Regions from separate parts of the Mus musculus genome. Here all the other regions are linked to region 1. Evidence: chromatin contacts called from public HiChIP or PLAC-seq data. All regions are on one chromosome and are shown on one strand. Each heading gives the region's core, a stretch centred on a gene start, on an enhancer-like site or on the middle of the called end of the contact. The rest is flanking DNA. Distances are from core to core; before and after follow the strand shown.

Region 1 (3,556 bases), core at 696-3,195:
TACCCATGTCCCACCGTGTTTACCTACTCAACAAGTCTCAAATATAATCCTTGAACAGAGCTGAGCACTGTGCAATATTGTAAACATGCCATGCAGTTTCTTATTTTCCTCCGTCCGTCTGTCTGCCCACCTAACAGCCAGCCTGCTGCTTATCCGCAGCCAGTTGTCTAACTCTCCTCCAACAAATTCAAAACATTCCCCTGAAAGCCTTCCAGGATCCCTCGGTCCATACTGAGCAGACTGATATAGCTTCTCTCTCATCTCCAGGGCATACAGTTTGTTGAACTTTTATACATCCTGTCCCCAGCTACAATGGGAGTCTCTAGGTAGCAGGGGACATATCTTACATTGTTTTTGCATCCCAGGGCCCAACTCAAAGAAGTAAGGAAAGAGAGAGGTCAGAGAGAGGGAGAGACAGAGGGGTAAAGAAAGAGACAAAGAGAGATCTATAAGATGATAGACAGAGAAAGAAAGTGTGAGTAGTGGAAGGGAATAAGATCAGATGAAACCTGTAAAGATATGTCACCTGTTTTGTGTGACAAGCTTCTCACCCTCTTCTCACCAGTCTCCCATCCAAGCTATGGGCTGCTGGTGGGCACAGGACATATGCTTGTGAGCACAAATGGAACCACAATCTCGGGCAGCTTGTGAAGTCCAGCATCCCTCAGGTACAAAATAACTGACAAGACCCATCATTCAAATCAGTAGACGCAGTATATAAAAGTGATTGAGCCTTGCTTTAAAATAAAAGAACTATACAAGATATGAACGAAAAATTGTGATCATATTTCGCATCTACCTAAGAACTCATGGCAAATTCCTTCGAGGGGCAGACCCCTTCTGCTATATTCTTTTTGTTTGTTTGTTTGTTTTGTTTTGTTTTGTTTCTTGAGACAGGGTTTCTCTGTATAGCCCTGGATGTCCTGGAACTCACTTTGTAGACCAGGCTGGCCTCGAACTCAGAAATCCACCTGCCTCTGCCTCCCAAATGCTGGGATTAAAGGTGTGAGCCACCACACCCGTTTTTGTTTTTGTTTTTGTTTTTGTTTTTTCCTGCTAAATTCTGATTCCTTCCAGTTCATTAAAACTTCATAAGTGTGCAGTGTTACAGCGATACGTCGAGGAGGTTGGCACTTCTACAGTTGTGATAAGCCACTGTTGTTTTAATAGTTATTCAAAGATATGTTTTAATCTCACCAATTCAACATACTAGCTTTGAATGAAAGACATGGAAATTGCCGGTGAGTTTTAGGAGCCAAGGGTGGGGACAGATCATATGGGTGGTGTTCTTGCCTATGCCACAGCAGATTATAAACTATCACCTTCTCTTGCCTTCTGCAGAGCCCATTTCCCTTAGAACAGTGCTGGTATGCTAGTAACTTTTGGGGGGGGGGGGCGGAAGGGGGTTCGATGCAGGGTTTCTCTGTAACTCTTCTCATCAGCATAGCCAAGCATGACAGAGCAATGGACGGAGGAGAGGATTGTTTGGCCTCACATTTTCTGATGTCCAGACCACCACGGTAGAGAAGGCATGGGAGCTGAAGGGACTCCAGCCAAACAGTAGGAGCTTGAGCCATCATGGCATGCTCATATCTTAGCAAGTTAGGAAGCAGGGAGCTCTGATCCAGGTATCTTCAAGGTCTGACCCCAGGGACTTACTTCTGCAAGCTAGGCCATGGTCTCAAAGACTCCACACAGCACTACCAGTTGAAGGGTCCAAGTGCTCAAACCCACGAACCTGTGGAGTACATCCCAAGTTCAAGCTATAACAGCTTTGGAAGCAAGCAGAAGTTATTTCTCATGATTTAAACTTGAGAAAATACACCTAGACAATTTCATAAGCCTGTGATTCAACAGAATAACCAGACATGTACTAGAACACTGGAGGTATCAGCCTGTCCTTTAGCACAGTAACAAGACTCACTAGAGCATTGTAATTATGCGTCTGCCATGAAACTTCTCATTCTAGTAAGAATTAGCAGGAAGAGACCACACCCCTTATGCATACAGTGCAGACTGACTGATTCATTCTCTCTCTCTCTCTCTCTCTCTCTCTCTCTCTCTCTCTCTCTCTGTCTCTCTTTCACACACACACACACACATACACACACACACACACACACACACACATACACACACACATACACACATGCACACACATACACACACACACATACACACACATACACACACACATACACACACACACATACACACACACACACACACACACACACACACACACACAAGCATGATAGCATTATTTAGTTGGTGCAGTCAGCTTGCTCTTCAGACATGAAGGCACACTGCAGAGAGAATGGCTCTCCCTGGCCTCTCTGTGGTGGCATATAGAGACACCAGAGGCACTGTTCTCTGTGTCCATTCAGTCTTAGGTACTCTCCCTCCCTTGATCACTTCCTCTTAGGTGACTCACTCAAATTCCGGGCCCCATTAAATTGTGTAACGAATTTGACCATTCCCCTCTTTCAAAGCTTCTCTCATTCTTTGTCCGTTTTGGGCATCTATGGTCAGGACTTAACACTGCTGCTCAGACTTACTGTCTCCTGTTGGTGGGTTAGTAGACAACGAAGGACATGGACAGTGTGTGCTCAGCTGCAAGGACTCCAGTTGAGCATCTTTCTATTCCTTGGAGAAAATATTCACTACTGTTATCTTGCTTTAGTCATGTTGGCAGTGAGTCACACTGAGGAAGTATTACCCTAATGGGGATGGTGAAGGTTTAAAAGTACAGCGGTGTGTTTGAGCTCTGACCACTTGCAAGTATGGAAATGACTCTGTAGGAGGGACTTTGATCTCTATCGTATCAGGGCCAAATGTTTTCTTATAGAAATTTTGTGTGTTAAAAGCCAAAATAGACAAGAAGAACCTCACTGGAGTTATTTTTGTTCTCACTGGTTTCCATTTCTATTTTAATATCTCTTTAAAGTCAGTGTTTGCATATTTTAGGCAAGCCATGGCAGAATGAAATAAAGAGCAGGAAGTGAACAGGTGCATATATTTTGTATCAGTAATGTCTTTTTTTTCTTTTGTCATGAATAGGGAAGTAGCAGCATTTTATTTGTCTATCAAATTTCTACCTCCGTTTTATTTTGAAGCCCATACAATCCCTCCCCAGCATTTAGACCCAGTACACTTCCTGGTGTTTAGCCAGAGCAACACAAGCTGTTCCATGTTTGCACATGTTCAATTGTTTGATGTTAAAGTTCTAACCAGTTCTTGCTTGAGAAGTACAGAGAGCCACCCTTAAGCTTAGTCATGTGCACAGTGTATGGAATGCTTCTTGAATTACACACTCCCAAACTGTAAGGAAGTTGTTGTCCACTTCAGCAAGGAGGGGAACACAGGAAAGAGGCCAAAAATGAATCTATTGAGTCATGTCTCAGCCCCGGGGTTTGTGGCACCACACCACTGCACGAAGCGAAGGAAACTGACAGGGTGGCTGTCACATTTGCAGGTCACTGATCAGCTGTGGTGACTATAAGTCATCATGTATAGGAACTTCTGGTCCCCACCCCATAGGAAACAGCATCTGGTT
Region 2 (3,556 bases), core at 359-2,858, 220 kb before region 1:
GAGTCCATCCCTCTAAACTGTGATCCCAAGTAAATCAACTTCTATCAGACATTGAGCTACAGCAACAGCAACAGTAACATAACCTACTAATACTAGGAGTGGGTAGTTGTCAAACTTTGGAATTGAAGGATAGATGGAGCCTTCAAACGTGGTAAGAGTCCAGAAGACCAAAAAAAGCTCATAAAAATGCAACCATTAGAAGTTGGGCTCCTGGGATTTCAGCAAGGAACAAGCACTCTGTCTGGAACTGGGCAATGGACTGTTTTATGTTCTAGAAAATTATCTGGCCATTTTCTTCCTATTTCCTGATGGACAAATTTTGTGGGGGAAATTGCAGGGCAGTATAGCATTCAGGCTGTGGCATGGGGTACCGCCCAATGCCTTTAGTTAGAGACCCAGAAAAAAAGGGTAAGAAGCAGAACACATTTAAAGACTATGCAGTTCTCTAAGGGAAGAAACGTGAGTGAAATTAATGTTGGAACCAGGCTGAGGATCACTGCTAGAGATCGGCACTATTGTACAGAATCCCTCACTTTTTATTTTTAACCAGGATATTAGGGGGAAAAAGAAACACCTACTGTCCCTACTCACTGAAAGTTACCGCATATAAAGTTGAAAAACATTTGATAAACATTTCTTTGAAAAGCATTTGATAAACATTTGTTTTGATGGGAGACTGCCAGAAAAGATCAAGATCATCAGCATGTAGCAGAACCCCTGTCAGAATTGTATTTTATTACCAAGACAAAAATTCAGAGAAGCTCAATAGCTCACCAGGGTCAGAAAACTCAAAGCTTAAGTTTTCAAGTCAAGTCTCCATCCACTACGTCTTCTGGATGCACAGTGTTCTCGCCAAGTTTTTGTCAACTTGACACAAACTAGAGACAACTGGGAAAAGAGAACCTCAATTAGGAAATTTTCTCCTTTAAATTAGTCTCTAAGCATGTTTGTGGGTTCGTTTATTGATTAATCATTGATCTAGGAGGGCCGGCCCACTGTGGCAGTACCACTCCTGGGCAGGTGGTTCTGGGCTCTGTAAGACAGCTAGCTGAGCAAGCCCTGGGGAGCAAGCCAGTGAGGAACAGCCTCTATGCCTGTGCTTCAGTTCCTCCTCAAAGTCCTTGAGTTCCCGCCATGCTCTCCCTTGACGATGGACTGTCATGTGCAACTATAAGCTAAATATACCCTTGCCCTACCCAAGACGCTTTCAGTCATTGTTTTAACACCATGGAGAGAAGCAAACCAATACACAAGGTTGGCAGAAGTGTGAGAAGCAGATGCACTATATCCATGCAGTACCGCTAACTGAGATTCCCAAAGTGTCTGCTGACACCCAGGCGCCAGCAGCCAGGCAGGCCAATTTAAGGAAAGGACATCTGGCTTTCTGACAACAGTGGCACCTATGTCCTTGCCTCTGAATAAGTGTTGCAGTAACAAAGCATACACAATTGCTTGTAATTTTAAAACAACAATTCCAGATGTCTGTGTCTACGAAACATGGAGAACAAGCCTTTTGAATTCTTTAGTTCCCAGAGTAGCAACCACAAGCCTTTCCCCAGCCCCCTTTCTTTTTCTTTCTTGAGCCAAGAATATGATCTGGTACACAAACTCGTTTCAAAAGTATGCCTAATCTTTCCACTGCATGCTTGCGGTTAGAGATTTGCCTCATACTCCACACAAACTCAGCCAAGAGTTTAACAGTTCGAAGAAAAGTCTCCGTGTAACAGTAAATAAGCCTGTGTAAAACAGAGGGGGAGTACGCAGTCAGGAGTGAGACACCCCTACTCTCAGCCTGCATCGGCCAGTATCACACACACACACACACACACACCCCACAGCGACTGTTTGCACTTACATTTAAGTCAAACCAAAACAAAGCTTCAGATCCTGAACTGGTCTGCTTGCACTTTCGGGAGGCAGCAGCTAAGTGTTCCATGGCTACTGTCTGAGAGCGAAGGTCTGATAAGCCCATCTGTCACTGATATAAACTTAATTGGACAACTTTGCTCTGCACGGCCACTCTCAAGCTTTAAAACAAAACAAAACAAAACAAAACTCAAAGTGACTTTGAATTTTTAAAACTAACCAAGGGACCCTAGAACCCCACTTTCAGAACGTAGGCTATCTGCATTTATATTTACTGAATGACAAATTAAGACTGGAAAATTTTCTACTAGCTTCTAAGACACTGACATCTTCACACATGATACCACTGGAGCACTCCTGTGGTGAGCCAGGAAAACATCTTCACAGAGTTATGAGACTCTTTCGGCCTCATAGATGCTCTGAAGGTGTCTTGGCATCTCCTGGGACCCCAGACCTCATTTTGAGAACGCTTATCTAAGATACCCCTGGCTCCCATTTACCTCCAAATGCACATGGTGCTGCTTTTGCTCAAAGGTTCCACCAGACTTCCAGAGTTTGTGAAAGTAAAAATGCAACAACCACCTTATGTATCCAAGCCAGGCTCTTCTGAGAGGAACTGAAAAAATGAAATCTCAGCAACTACTGCTTGAAATAAGGCCCAGTGTGTTCTGAGGAACGTGTTACTATGGCTTACATGCAGCTTAATGACTGCCGTTTGACCCTAGTGGGTTTTCCTAACGTGTATGGAAATTACATGCCAGCCTCAGACAATGACCGGACATTTACACTTGCACCATGCCAACAGTGGTTGTATTTCCACAGAGTCAGCGTGCTGGAAAGGAACCCACCAAAGGCCAGTGTGCAGAATAGATCACGAGTGCCAAAACTATCCAGGTCTCAAGACTGACAAAGATCCATCAGAATTATTCCACAATGATTGATTTAAGGTTATGTACATCACAGGTTTGTTTAGCGTGGCCCTGAAAACACACGAAGACTGTGCAATGTCACACATTGCATTCTGAGTCTTCAGGGTGAATACCCTATTGATATGCTTTTCCTTCAAGAATCAATCACGGGATAAAATAAGGCTTCCCACTTGGCTTACATTTTCCCAACATATTGTTTTGTATAATTATGTATGATGTAGAAAAAAATGAGCTACTACTGTTTTATAACTTACAAGTCTTTTACATGTATTGTTTCCAATTTTGTGTTTTCATGGGGTTTCTGTGTACATGAACTTGTGTGACTCCACATCTATATGTGTTTTAATGCCTTTTCTTTAGCTCCTTTTCTTCTGTCTGTATGTATGTTTTTATCTTATTTTACTATTATTTTCTAGATGCCTGCTTTCTAATGAGAGAAAGAAAGGCCGTGGATTTGGGTGGGATCCCAAAGGAGAGGGAGAGGATCTGGGAGACTCTGAGGGGAAAGACAACCATAATCAGATAATAATACAAGGGAAAAGAAAATGTAGCTTCAATTTTAAAAATTCAGAGCTATGGACCCCTGTCCCAGTAGACACACCTGCAAACCTCTCCTGCGCCTGAGGCTCAGGGATTGCTTCAGAAGAGGGAGCAGAAAGACTAAGAGCCAAAGAGCAGTTTACTGTGTAGTTGTGTCTTTTAGGAATGTCAGAGCTCTATCATAAAGTTTGGCCTCCCTTCTGCTTTCAAGATTCAATAGT
Region 3 (3,556 bases), core at 394-2,893, 160 kb before region 1:
AAAAACAGTTTGTGTTAAACCCTTTTTCACCTCACACTTTTGGTGCTACTGGTGTTAAACATATTCACTATAAAGTAAATGACCACTACTTGCAGAATTTACTTTCTATGATTTTATTGTGTTCAGTTTCAAGTAAACATATGTAAAATGTTGCAGAGGTTGCTTGGAAACAAGACATTCTAGGGATAAGACATTGGAAAAACATGGTCATGACCAGAGCGAAAACTGCTTGACTCCAGGCGATTTCCGTTGCAATTGACCACTACGAAATTTATCATTATATATGTATATAACAATGCTCAATGGGAAAAAAAAGCAGCCATGGATTTGAAGAGAGCAAGGATGGGTATATAGAAGGGTTCAGAGGGAGAAAAATGAAAGGGGAAGGGATGTAATTATAATCTCAAAACTAAAAGAAATAATTATTAAAAACACAGAATGAAAACTTGACATAGTACATTTGAAAAGAAAAGCTCAAATAGAGAAATGCAGGACATGTCAGAATGCTTAGCCAAGAACTGCAGAAATAGACCATAAATTGCAGGTTGCAACTTGGCTTGCCCGTCTTCATCATTGTTTGTTTGTTTGTTGTGACATTCTTTATCATGCCTTCTCAGAATACAGTGTGATTTCTGAGACAGAACGAGAGAACATCCCAATTTCAAAGTGGAAAAATAATTCTACCAAGTCCAGATTTCAAACCCTCAACCCTTCCTGAGCAGGAAAATGGTTTGGCACAGATGAAGCAGCTGGTCAGTAACCTTCCAAGATTTTCATGACGATTCTCTTGACGCCAGGGGCATTTGGGTCCAGGCACGTTTTTTGTCCATTCTTCAGTGTGGCTCTGCCAAAGAGAAAATGATGGTCTGTGTACAACAGCCTCTCTGTCAGAACAGATCCATGAGGAGGGAGGAAAGAGGAAAAGAGTGGAGAGGGTTTCTATAATGACAATAGCAGAACAAAGAATCAGGGACTTACATCACTTCCACATCAGCACAGTGAACTCCTGGCCTGTACACATTCACAAGGGAGATAGAATTGAATGGGATTCCAGAGATGGTATTCGTACATCTGCAGCGCAGTTCGATATATGGGTCCATGCCATCAGCTACAATGGAGCACAAGTCTTAATTGGTGACTATGCATTATTCTCCTCCCTTTCCTAACTTGTAAATTGAAGGCAATTGCCCCTCTTTCCCACAAACATGGTGAATAGGATCTGTAAACTTTGAATGGCAAAGCTAGCAGATTGTCTTCCATGTAACGAAGTCCTCATAAGTATGTCTTAGAATTCTTAGTCACTACATCCTCCAAACCCAGAAGCACTGATACAATCCATGCACATACCCCAAGCCCCACCATGAGCACCACAAGCCGCTTAGACACATGATGAAGGGAAGCAGCCTTCATACTCATCTTTCCCTGAATTTCTCTTACATTTTCCAGCTGTAAGGGGAGCCAGCGCAACAAGGATCAGGCCCAGCAGCAGCAAGATCTGGAGGTTATGAAGTGGGCAGGCCCTGGTGCAGGACGATGTAGGTCTGAGTCTGAAGCCCATAATGAAGAGCAGTGAGCTAGAACTGTCCCCAGAGCCAGGAGGGAACAACGTGAGGCTGAGCTGCCCAGAACACTGCTGCTATGTTGCTTTATATGCCTCCAGACCTCTTTTTATACTGCCGAAGAGGTGGGGAAGGGGAAGTGAGTGTATGTGGCTCTGTAACCATAAAAGGATGGTCAAGCTGTGTCCAACCCATATCAACCAGACAGGTTAAAAATCCTGCAGAGTTAGCTACCAGTTCTGCATCAGTTCATCCACATTCCTGCTGTTTCTCTCTGGCTCTGATTCATACAGATGCATAGCCCCCGACTTAGAGGTCAGACCTAGGTCAGATCACTGCATTCTCTGTGTGAGCAGGTAGTCACAGGCCACACCTTTTCTACAAAGTAGTTTTGGGGCTTAGTGGACTCTTGAGCATACTTTCAGTCACAAGCCTGTGGTCTTTGAGGAGGAGCTTCTCTACTCCCACCAAATGACAGAGAGAGTTCCTGTGCTGGTTCCTGCTGGGTATCAGAATTTGTAAGGTGTGTGGGGTGAAAAATATTGAGTCACTTAATATGAAGGATTCACTTTGGGTGTGAGTTTATGGGCTTCTCTCTGTCTTCTGAGTAAATTACCTTCTTTTGATTTTATCCAAATATGTAAATAAAAATTTCTTTATGTAAGAAATTACTTGTTTCTACTGTATGAGTGTACAAAAATATCAAGATCAACTTATTTGTTGTCTCTTTTATTTTTAATGAAATATTCATACACTCTAGGCATATGAAAATTAAATATGCCCCTTTCCCTTCACAGTTACTCCACACTACTGCTTTTCAATGGTAGCCATCTGTAGCTACCATTGCCAAGTAAAAGTTTGGCATTTCTATTGTAGATGCATTTATATGTATATATTTATGGAGACACACATTAACCACAGATGCACAGGAAGATCGCGCTGTACAGAAGCACGAGTCTATAGGAGTCGCTGGTTTACACATCTTCTAAAACTCAGAGGGAAATGGAAAGAATTTTTAACATTATTCACAAGCTTCCCATTTCTGGCCACCACAAACAACTCTCCCCATTCTTGACAGTATTTATGGGCTTCACTGTACATTTTTCTCCATGTTTAACGCCACTTAAACTTTTTTTCCGTGTTCAATTGTTAAGGTTACTCTAGTTCTTTGAGAGGAACTGTATAAAGTATCTTAGGTGCAAGGAACACTCAGTGTACAACAAGCTGGCTTCAAACTCACAGTGTTTCTCAACCTGTGGGTTTTGACCTTTTGAGGGTCAAACAACCCATTCACAGAGTCACATATCAGATATCCTGCATAATAATATATAATTACATTGTAATCATAAAAGTGGCAAAATTGCAGTTATGAAGTTGCAATGAAAATAATTTTATGATTAGGGGTCACCACTACACGAGGAACTGAGTTAAAGGGTCACAGCATTAGAAAGGCTGAGAACCACTGCTCTATAGCCTAGGATAGCTTTGAATATAGGCTCCTCCTCTCCCCCCCCTCCAGTTTCCCAAGTGCTAAGACTGCAGGCATGCCCCATGATGACCTGCTTTAAGTCAATCAATAAATGCATCTTGTCACAAAGAAGACATTGTCAGCAAGGTTCAGAAGGAGGTATCAACAAATTAATTGTCATGTAAAATTTACAGGCTTTATTAGTCAGCCTTTAGATAAAACAACTATTTGGTAGTTTCTGTTTACTCAAAAAATATTAAATAACAAATATGCTCCAGACTTTATAAAATTCTTATGTGACTTATTCATTTAACTTTTTCTTTCTCAAGAAATAACTAAATATTTGCCCAAGGCATTGGAATTTAATAATACTCTATATTCACTAGTGGTACTACTACTACTGTTCATTACTATGACTACCATTTGTATAAACTCCTTCTGTTTCTATGGTATATAAAATATAAAGAGCAATGTTGATTCATTGTAAAAATGTGTAAAAAGTATTTTATAACAGCTAATCAATTAAAAG

The links. HiChIP or PLAC-seq counts read pairs in DNA pulled down with a chosen protein or histone mark.
Region 2: a contact with region 1 is called in a FOXA1 HiChIP or PLAC-seq map of pancreatic cancer cells. The contact joins two enhancer-like sites. A contact is called at or near these places in 1 of 115 datasets of contacts at active chromatin or transcription factors (pancreatic cancer cells) and 1 of 9 other capture datasets (liver).
Region 3: a contact with region 1 is called in a FOXA1 HiChIP or PLAC-seq map of pancreatic cancer cells. The contact joins the promoter of Ppbp here to the enhancer-like site in region 1. A contact is called at or near these places in 4 of 39 promoter capture datasets (the 3T3-L1 cell line, the C10 cell line and macrophages), 5 of 484 Hi-C or Micro-C datasets (ECoMG-derived neutrophils, bone marrow-derived macrophages, embryonic fibroblasts and 2 more), 1 of 115 datasets of contacts at active chromatin or transcription factors (pancreatic cancer cells) and 2 of 9 other capture datasets (adipose tissue and liver).

What each region holds. Positions count from the first base shown.
Region 1 is chr5:90,611,375-90,614,930 of GRCm38.p6, reverse strand. All of the region lies in intron 4 of Rassf6 (Ras association (RalGDS/AF-6) domain family member 6), which reads left to right. Among named protein-coding and RNA genes, the nearest start is that of Rassf6, 27 kb to the left of the region's middle. Within about 2 kb of position 1,945, at least 108 of the 459 cell types and tissues checked have an H3K27ac peak or open chromatin away from gene starts, as enhancers often do. A contact at or near this core is called in bone marrow-derived macrophages, embryonic fibroblasts and pancreatic cancer cells, where this site is marked.
Region 2 is chr5:90,830,728-90,834,283 of GRCm38.p6, reverse strand. No RefSeq gene overlaps it. Among named protein-coding and RNA genes, the nearest start is that of Cxcl15, 38 kb to the right of the region's middle. Within about 2 kb of position 1,608, at least 62 of the 459 cell types and tissues checked have an H3K27ac peak or open chromatin away from gene starts, as enhancers often do. A contact at or near this core is called in pancreatic cancer cells, where this site is marked.
Region 3 is chr5:90,766,605-90,770,160 of GRCm38.p6, reverse strand. Ppbp (pro-platelet basic protein) reads right to left here and starts at 1,643. Exons shown (of 3, transcript NM_023785.3): 1 at 1,438-1,643; 2 at 979-1,108; 3 at 98-844. The coding sequence starts at 1,558. The coding sequence ends at 754.